2 separate regions of the Sus scrofa genome follow, and region 2 is linked to region 1. Evidence: chromatin contacts called from public Hi-C data. All regions are on one chromosome and are shown on one strand. Each heading gives the region's core, a stretch centred on a gene start, on an enhancer-like site or on the middle of the called end of the contact. The rest is flanking DNA. Distances are from core to core; before and after follow the strand shown.

The links. A called contact is a pair of places that touch in the nucleus more often than the background predicts.
Region 2: a contact with region 1 is called in a Hi-C map of liver, with 2.9 times the contacts expected there. The contact joins the promoter of NECAP1 here to the promoter of FOXJ2 in region 1. A contact is called at or near these places in 1 of 5 promoter capture datasets (liver), 16 of 47 Hi-C or Micro-C datasets (alveolar macrophages, blood, embryonic fibroblasts and 6 more) and 2 of 2 datasets of contacts at active chromatin or transcription factors (alveolar macrophages and skeletal muscle).

What each region holds. Positions count from the first base shown.
Region 1 is chr5:63,059,237-63,063,491 of Sscrofa11.1, forward strand. FOXJ2 (forkhead box protein J2) reads left to right here and starts at 2,742. Exons shown (of 11, transcript XM_021092393.1): 1 at 2,742-3,878.
Region 2 is chr5:63,120,386-63,124,932 of Sscrofa11.1, forward strand. NECAP1 (adaptin ear-binding coat-associated protein 1) reads left to right here and starts at 1,895. Exons shown (of 8, transcript XM_021092395.1): 1 at 1,895-2,067. The coding sequence starts at 1,973. LOC110260746 (a long non-coding RNA gene) reads left to right here and starts at 2,074. Exons shown (of 2, transcript XR_002344116.1): 1 at 2,074-4,395.

The DNA.
Region 1 (4,255 bases), core at 1,492-3,991:
AAAGAAAAAAACAAAAACAAAAAACAGTTACCCTATTATGGATGTTTAAGTTTTTTCTAATTTCCTACAGTTATAAATAATGCTGCAGCAATTATCTTGTTTATGTCAAATAATTTCTTGAGCTTTTTATTTTTCTCAATTTCTAGGAAAAGGAGAGTCTAATCTTTCCCTAACTTTCCCATTTCTAATACTTGGACTTCTCTACACCTGTTCCCCAAGTTTTATATACATAGAAAATGTTAAAAAAGAATTGAAAGTAGGAAACATAACAAGACATCTAGGAGTTCCCGATGTGGCGCAATGGGATCCCCGGCATCTTGGGATCGCTGGGATGCAGGTTCCATCCCCGGCCTGGAACAGTGGGTTAAGGATCTAGAGTTGCCAAAGATAGCTTAGATTGACAACTGCAGTTTGGATCTAATCCCTGGCCCAGGAACTTCCATATGCCAAGAGGCGGCCAAAACAAAACAAAAACAAGAAATTTAACATATAGCAAGAAACATGTGATGCCAAATTATCTGTGTACAGGAGAATGAGTTAATGCTTCAGTGAAGAGGGAAAAATAGAGTTTTAATCCTGGGAACTGGAAAGGTGGAAAGAAAGAAAAGCCTCAATTGGAATAAACTGCTCTTAATTAAAATTAAAGGAAAGACTTTTAATTCTGAAAGTTTAGGAAAATGAAACAAGTTAAGAATCACTTGGGGAGTTCCCTGGTGGCCTAGTGGTTAAGGATCCACTGTCGTCACTATTGTGACTCAGGTTCGTTTCCTGGTCTAGGAACTTCCCCATGCTGTAGGCACTGCAAAAAAAAAAAAAAAAAAAAAAAAAAAAAAAAGGAGTCATTTGGATTTGAGGGGGTTTTTTTTGTTTTTTTGCTTTTTAGGGTTGCACCCATGGCATACGGAGGTTCCCAGGCTAGGGGTCCAATCAGAGCTACAGCTGCCAGCCCACACCACAGCCACAGCAATGTCAGATCCTAGCTTCGACTGCAACCTACAGCACAGCTCACAGCATCACCAGATCCTTAACCCACACGCACTGAACAAAGCCAGGGATCGAACCCGAAACCTCATGGTTCCTAGTCAGATTCATTTCCGCTGCGCCACAATGGGGAACTCCTGAATTTTAGATTTGTTAATTTAAGTCTCAACTTTACTTCTTACTAATCACTTGAACTGACTGAGAGATAGTTGATGCCTCTAGGTCAGTTTTCACGTCTGTAAAATAGGTTTAATAATAGTGCCTATGGCTAGAAGAATTAAATGGGATAATGCACGCAGAGCTCAATTCCTGGCATATTGTAAATATAATGTAACATATATATATATATATATATATATACACACATAAAATATAGTATTTTGTATTTAGCCAGAAGACAAAAAAAGACTTAAATGTGAAATGTAGTGATCAAGCCCTAATCTTAAGTATGCAGTCTTTTTTTTTTTGAGCAATTGAAAAATATTTTATGGGTGATATTTTTGCTTTCTTATTATTTGATGTGATAGAAAGTAGAGTAGTTTGAGACAAGTTTAATAGGCCGGAGGATGAAACATATAAGAATTCGCAGAGGAATAACATGATTCCAGGAGGAAAAATGGAGGTGGTCTGCCTGGCTTACCTTCTGTCTCTAGCGCGCGCGGGGGAGGGGGGGATTATTATGCAAAGGGCGAAGAACGAGAATATTCTACACTATGTGACCAGGATAAGATATGCTATATGATTGTGAAGTGAACAATATTTTGTATCCTTTGTACACCGTACAGTTTAAAAAAGCATTTTCAGGAGTTCCCGTCGTGGCTCAGTGGTTAACCAATCCGACTAGGAACCATGAGGTTGCGGGTTCCATCCCTGGCCTTGCTCAATGGGTTAAGGATCCAGCGTTGCCGTGAGCTGTGGTGTAGGTCTCAAACGAGGCTCGGATCCGGTGTTGCTGTGGCTCTGGCGTAGGCCGGTGGCTACAGGTCGGATTAGACTCCTAGCCTGGGAACCTCCATATGCCGTGGGAGCGGCCCTAGAAAAGGCAAAAAGACACACACACACACAAATAATAATAAAAAAGCATTTTCACATAAATGAACTCATTTGATTCTCACAACAGTCTTGCCGGCGTGGGCCCAGAGAGTATCAGGATCCCCTCTTGCTGACCAAGATTCCATAGAACAAGGGCTTTGCTCAAGTTTATAAAGCAAGATTTTGTGATGTTTAGTCTGGAATTTTCTCTGTTGCACGCCCATTTATCCTTTTCTAAATTCATTCAACAAACATTTATTGAACTCCAGGGTGACACCAGGGTAACATATTAACTTCGCTCCAACCCCATAACCCCGTGTAAGTTATCCCAGGGGGAAGAGAAGCCCGTCAAAGACATTCCCGAGAAAACCGGAGATCTTCATCCGTATATAGCAGACAATGAGAAAAGGTCAGTGTGACAGAATTAGTGTTGAAATGAAATTGACAGTTCTTGTGGCGCGAACCGGGGAATCTCCCGACAGACAGCAGTGGGTTGTCATCCAGGGTGGATGCGCAGGCTGTATCCGGCCAAGTGGCGGGGTGGCGGCCGGAGGGGGCGAAGGCGGCACGCGCCGGGTGCCGCGGGAGCGCGGGTGCGGCGGCGCGGCTCCCCGGGCGCAGCGCACCCCCGGCGGCGCGGCCCGCGGCTCGGCGCCGCCCGCTCCTCCTTAACCCGCGCGGGGAGGCGGCGGCGGCTGCGGCCCGGCGGGCGGGGGCGGGGGAGGGGCGCCGAGCGCGGCGCGGAGGCCGGGGAGGAGCCGGGGCCTGCAGCGGAGCCGAGCCGAGCCCAAGCCCCAGCCGAGTCCTGACACCGTCCGTCCGCCTCCTGGCTCCCCGGGAGCCCCGGACTGGCCGGAGCCAGAGCGGTGGCGGCGCGGAGAGCCCCGCGCGCCGGAGCGAGCGGAGCGGACTGGACGCGACTGGAGGAGGCGCGGCCGCCGCAGTAGCCAGTGACGGGCGTCGGGAGCCGCGGCCTCCCGGCCTCTGCTGCCCAGGCCAGCTCCGGGAGAGCGGGGAGTACGAAAACCCCACCCTCCGGGGCACCCCAGGAGAAGAGGCGGGAGCGGGGACGCAAGCCACCTCTCCCCCGGCCGGAGAGAAGACCCTTCCCACTAGGGCGAAGGAAAGAAGAGAGACCCCTCTAGGAGCGAGGAAGATCCCCGGACTGGCCCGGGAATAGAGCTCCCGAAGTGGAAAAAGGGGTGATCCTTACCCAAGGAAGCGGAGTGGGACCGCCCCGGCGTGCCTCCACTCCTCCCGACTCACTCTCCGCAGTAGTGGACTTTGGAGGCAGAGAGAAAGGGGGATATGCCTGTGGAGTAGGCGCCCTCCATCCTATCCAGTCCTCACTGGGGAGAGGATTCCTTTTGCTCGGAAGCAGAGGACACTCCAGGGAAAGAAGGGGAGCCGGCTTTCCGCCTTTCAGGAGAGGGAAGAACTCCCCCAACTTCCTTGTACCTAGACAGTGGAACAGGGCCGAGCCCCTCCGCTCAGATCTCCTGCGGACAGAAAGAGCCCTCCGCTCCCGACAGGATCAGTTTGGGGGGGAGGGGGACTCCCCCAAGGGGGAGGAGACAACTCCTGGTTGGGAGAGGCTCCTCCCCTCCTCCCCAGGGTAACCGGCCCAGTGTGGGGGGTGTGCCACCTTCCACAGGTAGGACCTCCTTCTCCTCCCCCTGCCCCTCCCTCCGTGCCTCATCCTCGGGGGACCCAGTTCCCCTCCCCAGCTTGGGAGGCTCAGCCAAGGACAGGAAGAGCCACTGAGGATGAGAATCTTCATCTGCCTTTGAAGAGGGGCGTCCCTCCAACCCCAAACTCCAGTACCAGGTGGTCCCCTCCTTCTGCTGAGGGAAACTTGGAGACAGGTTAGTGCTTTCTTTCCTCTTCTCTCCCTCATCCTTAGGCACCAGTGGGCGTCGGGGGCTGAGATGGTGGCTCTTGGGTTTCATTACTGGGCAAGGTAGAGAATCTTCTGGGAAATGTGTTCTGAAGCTAACTGGATCGAAACCCTCATCTTGCTGCAGGAGCTCCGAGCAATGGGTTTCTTTAGTGTTTGGGGGCTACAAGGATGGGAGTCATCTGAGGTCCCCAGGGAAGTGTGTGTTTTCATGCCGAGGGCAAAGGGATGTCAGGAAACACCAGCATCTTCAGCACTCCCATATATACAGTGTAGGTATGATGGACAGACACATCCCAGCCAGTCTCTCGTGCCACCCTCCATCCTTGGGCCTCTTCACAAGGA
Region 2 (4,547 bases), core at 645-3,144, 60 kb after region 1:
ACATTATTCGACAATTATTATCACCTACTATGTGAAGGGTATTGTGCTGGGCGCTGAAAAAGCAAAGTTCTTGCCTTTATGGAACTTATGGTTTGGTAGGAGATATGTGAAGAATAATAGCACATTAGGTATAACAGAGAGGTGTAACGGAAGCAAGTGGAAGTACTAGAGAAAGTTCGTATAAATGACCTGGCAAAGTAACAAGAGGAGGTATTGTTTGAACTGATATATGGCCATATTAGTTTGCTAAATTGACAGGCTGGCAGAGAACTTTTAAGGTATAACGTTTAAAGCATGCCAATATATAAAAAATTCATAGAACATGAACAATTCAGGAAATCTTAACTAGTTAAGGATTACTGAAATTTTAAGTGGACGTTTTCTTTTTTAAAAAAAATCTTGGATTTTTAAAAATAGCCTTAATATTTATCTATTTTTTACTTATTTACTATATATATCTCAAAGCTTACAGATATGCCATTAACCATTTTCTGTTCCTAGACATTCATGCTGTTTCCATGTTTCACTATTAATGAACAATGCTGTAATAATCATTATTGTACCTTTTTTTGCACACATGCAAATTTCCATAAAATAGTTAGTAGTGGATCTGCTAAACTCAAGGTTATGTACAATATTTTAATTCTGCTACATTTTCCTTTAGAAATGTACCAATTTACATTCCTGCCAACAGTGTAGGCGAGTATCCGATTCCTCATACCCTTACAAACGCTAGATATTATTCTCTTTATTTTAATGTATTTTTATTTATTATTTTTATTTTTGTCTTTTTGCCTTTTCTAGAGCCGCTCTCGTAGTACATGGAGGTTCCCAGGCTCGGGGTGTAATTGGAGCTGCAGCCACTGGCCTACGCCAGAGCCACAACAAAGCAGGATCCCAGCCGCGCCTGTGACCTACACCATACCTGACCTACACCATAGCTCATGGCAACGCAGGATCCTTAACCCACTGAGCAAGGACAGGGATCGAACCCACAACCTCATGGTTCCTAGTTGGAGTCGTTAACCATTGAGCCATGACAGGAAACTCCTTATTATTTTTTTAAAATTTTAAAATATTACTTTGCTACATAGGGTAGACAAATTAGGGATAGGTTTTTCATTCAGTCAACATAATGCAATGCAGACCACAGCTGTTGTAGTTAAGATAGACTTAAGTTCGCATCTCAGCTTTCCTTTTGCTATCTGTGCTAATTAAATCATTTAAGTGACAGTGTTGTGGCAAGTTTATATTTAGAATGTACAAGGCACATGTTTATAGAAACTGTTAGTAGGATTTATCATGATAATAGAACTGGGAGCAAACAGCGGCTATTAAATAGTTCATGATGTTTTCCGAAATGGTCAGGAATCGAGCTGATCCCATTTACAGTTTAACATGTGCAACATTTACAAAAAGATAACCATAATACACACTGAAAGTGTGGCCGACTATTTCAACAGGTACCTGTCTGGAAACTCCCAGATAAAAAAGTGCTATTATAAGGCAACGGATCCGGCTGTGCATTTTTGAACTTTGGATTTGGAAGATTAAAATCCACTGGAGGAGAGCCCTTTTCTGCTTAGAAACCACGGTTGAGAAGTGACTCTGGAAAGAAAAAAAATCGCCAGACTTTTAAGATGGTCGTCCTCTGACAGAACCGATGTCAACCACTGGGAGCAAGATGGCGCTTTCCCTCATCGCTTCTCGGGGATGGAGATTTCCCTAACGTGAATCACGCACAAGGAAGGCATCCTTGCCATTACCCAAGATGGTGCGTCGCGCAACCTCACTGTTTCCAGGTTTCAACATGGCTTCCCCAAACCGCCCACCGGAGGTTAATCTCAGAGACCTGTCGAAACGCGAGCGGAAGTAGCAAAAGCGGAAGTTGTTGCGTAAGGCCATTCCCCGCCTCTACGTACCGCCCCCGTGCTGACGCCCCGCCCCCAGCGGCGCGGAGCGCAGAGCCAAGATGGCGGCCGAGTTGGAGTATGAGTCGGTCCTGTGTGTGAAGCCCGACGTCAGCGTCTACCGGATTCCGCCCCGGGCCTCCAACCGCGGTTACAGGTACTAACCCGAGGCGCTGCAGCACAGGCGTACCCGGTCGGGATGGTAGTTTGCTCTTCAGGTGGCACGCTGCCTGTCCCTCCCACTTCCTCCTCTGGGTTATCACCTTGCTAGCCTCCTCACCTGGGATGTTACCGTCCTGTCTTCTTGCTCTTCCCCAACTCAGAACTTCCATCATCCTTGTTTCCGCTGCTTAAAAAAAATTACCATCCTGCATTCTCTCACCCCTCCTCCTCTTCGAACCCTCTGGACTACCCATCTGTTCCCGGTTATCCACATCCAGTGGGTATGGATAACCTACCTGCTCTATCTACAATCACCTTTCCTTCGCTTTTCCCTGCGTCCTTCAGCTTGTCACCCTCGTCTCCCCTTCTCTACCCCATTTCCAGTACCTCGTGCGCATTTGTGGGTACTCTTTGTGTTGTTGGCCGCTTTCTGGATGAGCTAATTTATCTTTTGTGCTGTTCAGTCTTATTACCAAATATCATCATCCACCGTATGGTTTTTCCCTTCAGCTCTTTTTGTCGGTAGACAACGGTTATGATCATAAGTTTTCCAATGTCGTCCAGTCTGTTTCTTTTTAAGTATATTTGCTATAGTGTTTTCTGTGTTCCTTCCCTCTTAATTTCTGTTAAAGCTTTTGCCTCCAGAGTTAACGCAGCATTTTCTCTGTAGGGCTAACTAACCAACCCTTATAATCCAATGACGGAGGGCTCAGGAGGCTGTAGGAAGTCACCAAGTCATGTAGTCCAAAGAGTTAACATGTCATTTATTGGGTTACATGTTAAAAAAATGTGAGTATGAGCCCTGGCAACTTAACAGCTCTGTGATTTGAGACAAATCTCTTAACCTCTCCAAACCTCGGTTTTCTCATCTGTAAAATAGAAAAAAAAAAAAAAAGTTGATAAATAAACCTGCTTTAGGTACATACCTTGCAGAAGTTTTTGGAGGGTTAAATGAAGTCGTATAGTAAATGTGAAAAAGAATTGAAAATGAATTTCCTAAAAAGAATTTAGGAAACAATAAGGCAGTATATAAGATACTGTTTTGATTTCTGACTCATATTGCCATCATGATGTTCCTCTTGGCATTTATTATTACCTTGGCCCAAAAGTTATCCTCTCCCTATGTCCGTTATTTTGCCTCCTTATCAGAGGTTCATTCATGGTGAGAAGCTTTGTGCTTGCTGATCAGCTTTGTGCTTGCTGATCTGTGCACTAGACCTGGTGGGTTGTATCGTTTGACAAAGAGGTAGTTCTGATTTCAAACTTTCAATGAGACCCCAAATTGACCTGAGTAGGAATCTACATGCTCTTTGATGGTAGTCCCAGGTACTAATATGGGTGAGTCAGCTGAGACCTCTCCTTCTTTGGTGAGCCCTCCTTGACCCTTCCATTCTGGCTTAGGTGTGTTCTGTGTGTACTTCCGTAGCGCCTGTGCTTGACTCTGTCACAGAGCTCTTCCTTCTGCATTCTCACTGATTGGTTTTCCATTTTTCCAGACTAGACTAGGAAAAACGTGAGGTCTTTTTAAACTTTATATTCCTAGAGTCTAGCACAGTTTCTGGTACATAGTGGGGGCCCTGCAGATGTTGATCAAAAGAAATTAGTAGATTACAGCTAATCATATACATTAACATTGGTTGAACTGTTAAATAAGGTAAAATAGCTCATGACCTCCAACTTCAGGCATTAAGCCTTCCTAAATGATGTGATACATCGACCCAAGCTGCTGCAGTGACAATGCTGGGTCCTTAACCTGCTGTGCCACAGGGGAACTCCCAAGGTTTTTAAAAGACCTTTCTTCTCTTACCTGACTGTATTTTCTACCTTCACTTCTGGTTTAACCTTTATCCCTATGTCTGTTAACTGCACCGAGCAATTTCTTAATTTTCCTCTTTTATCCTTTTTCTCATTGTCATTCTGTGTTTTCCATGCTTATTATTGTCATCTTATCGTACAAGAGGCTTTTTACATCAGCCACTCTTTGTGAAGAGGGCAGAAATAAGTTTGAATCCTAATGTGCATTTACTTGCTGGGTTACCCCTGGCGCATCACTTAACTCTTTTGAGCTTTAGTTTCCTCATCTATAAAAACGGGTATAATGTTACTTTGCGAGATCCTGTCACTTAATTTTCACGAGAATGGGCATAATGTCTGGAACAAAATAGATGTTTGACAAGTAGTACTGTTCTTTTTGTCTGTGTATAATCTTTCTTGTTTACCAGAACCCATTTTACATTATGAGCATGATTTATTCTCTAGGCTGCCATTAATGGAAAAACTGGACTTCATAGGAAGCAGGAGAAATGCTTTCTTTGAGTGATTGGTAAGATGAGAGGGAATAATTGACTTTAATTCACCTTCTGTAAGCTGTTGCTTCCTCCATGTTCACTCACCAGACTTTTGGAAGGAGGATTTAGGTTGAGTTGACACTTATAAAGGATTAGGAAATGGTTTTCCCCGGTCTGTAAAACTTTT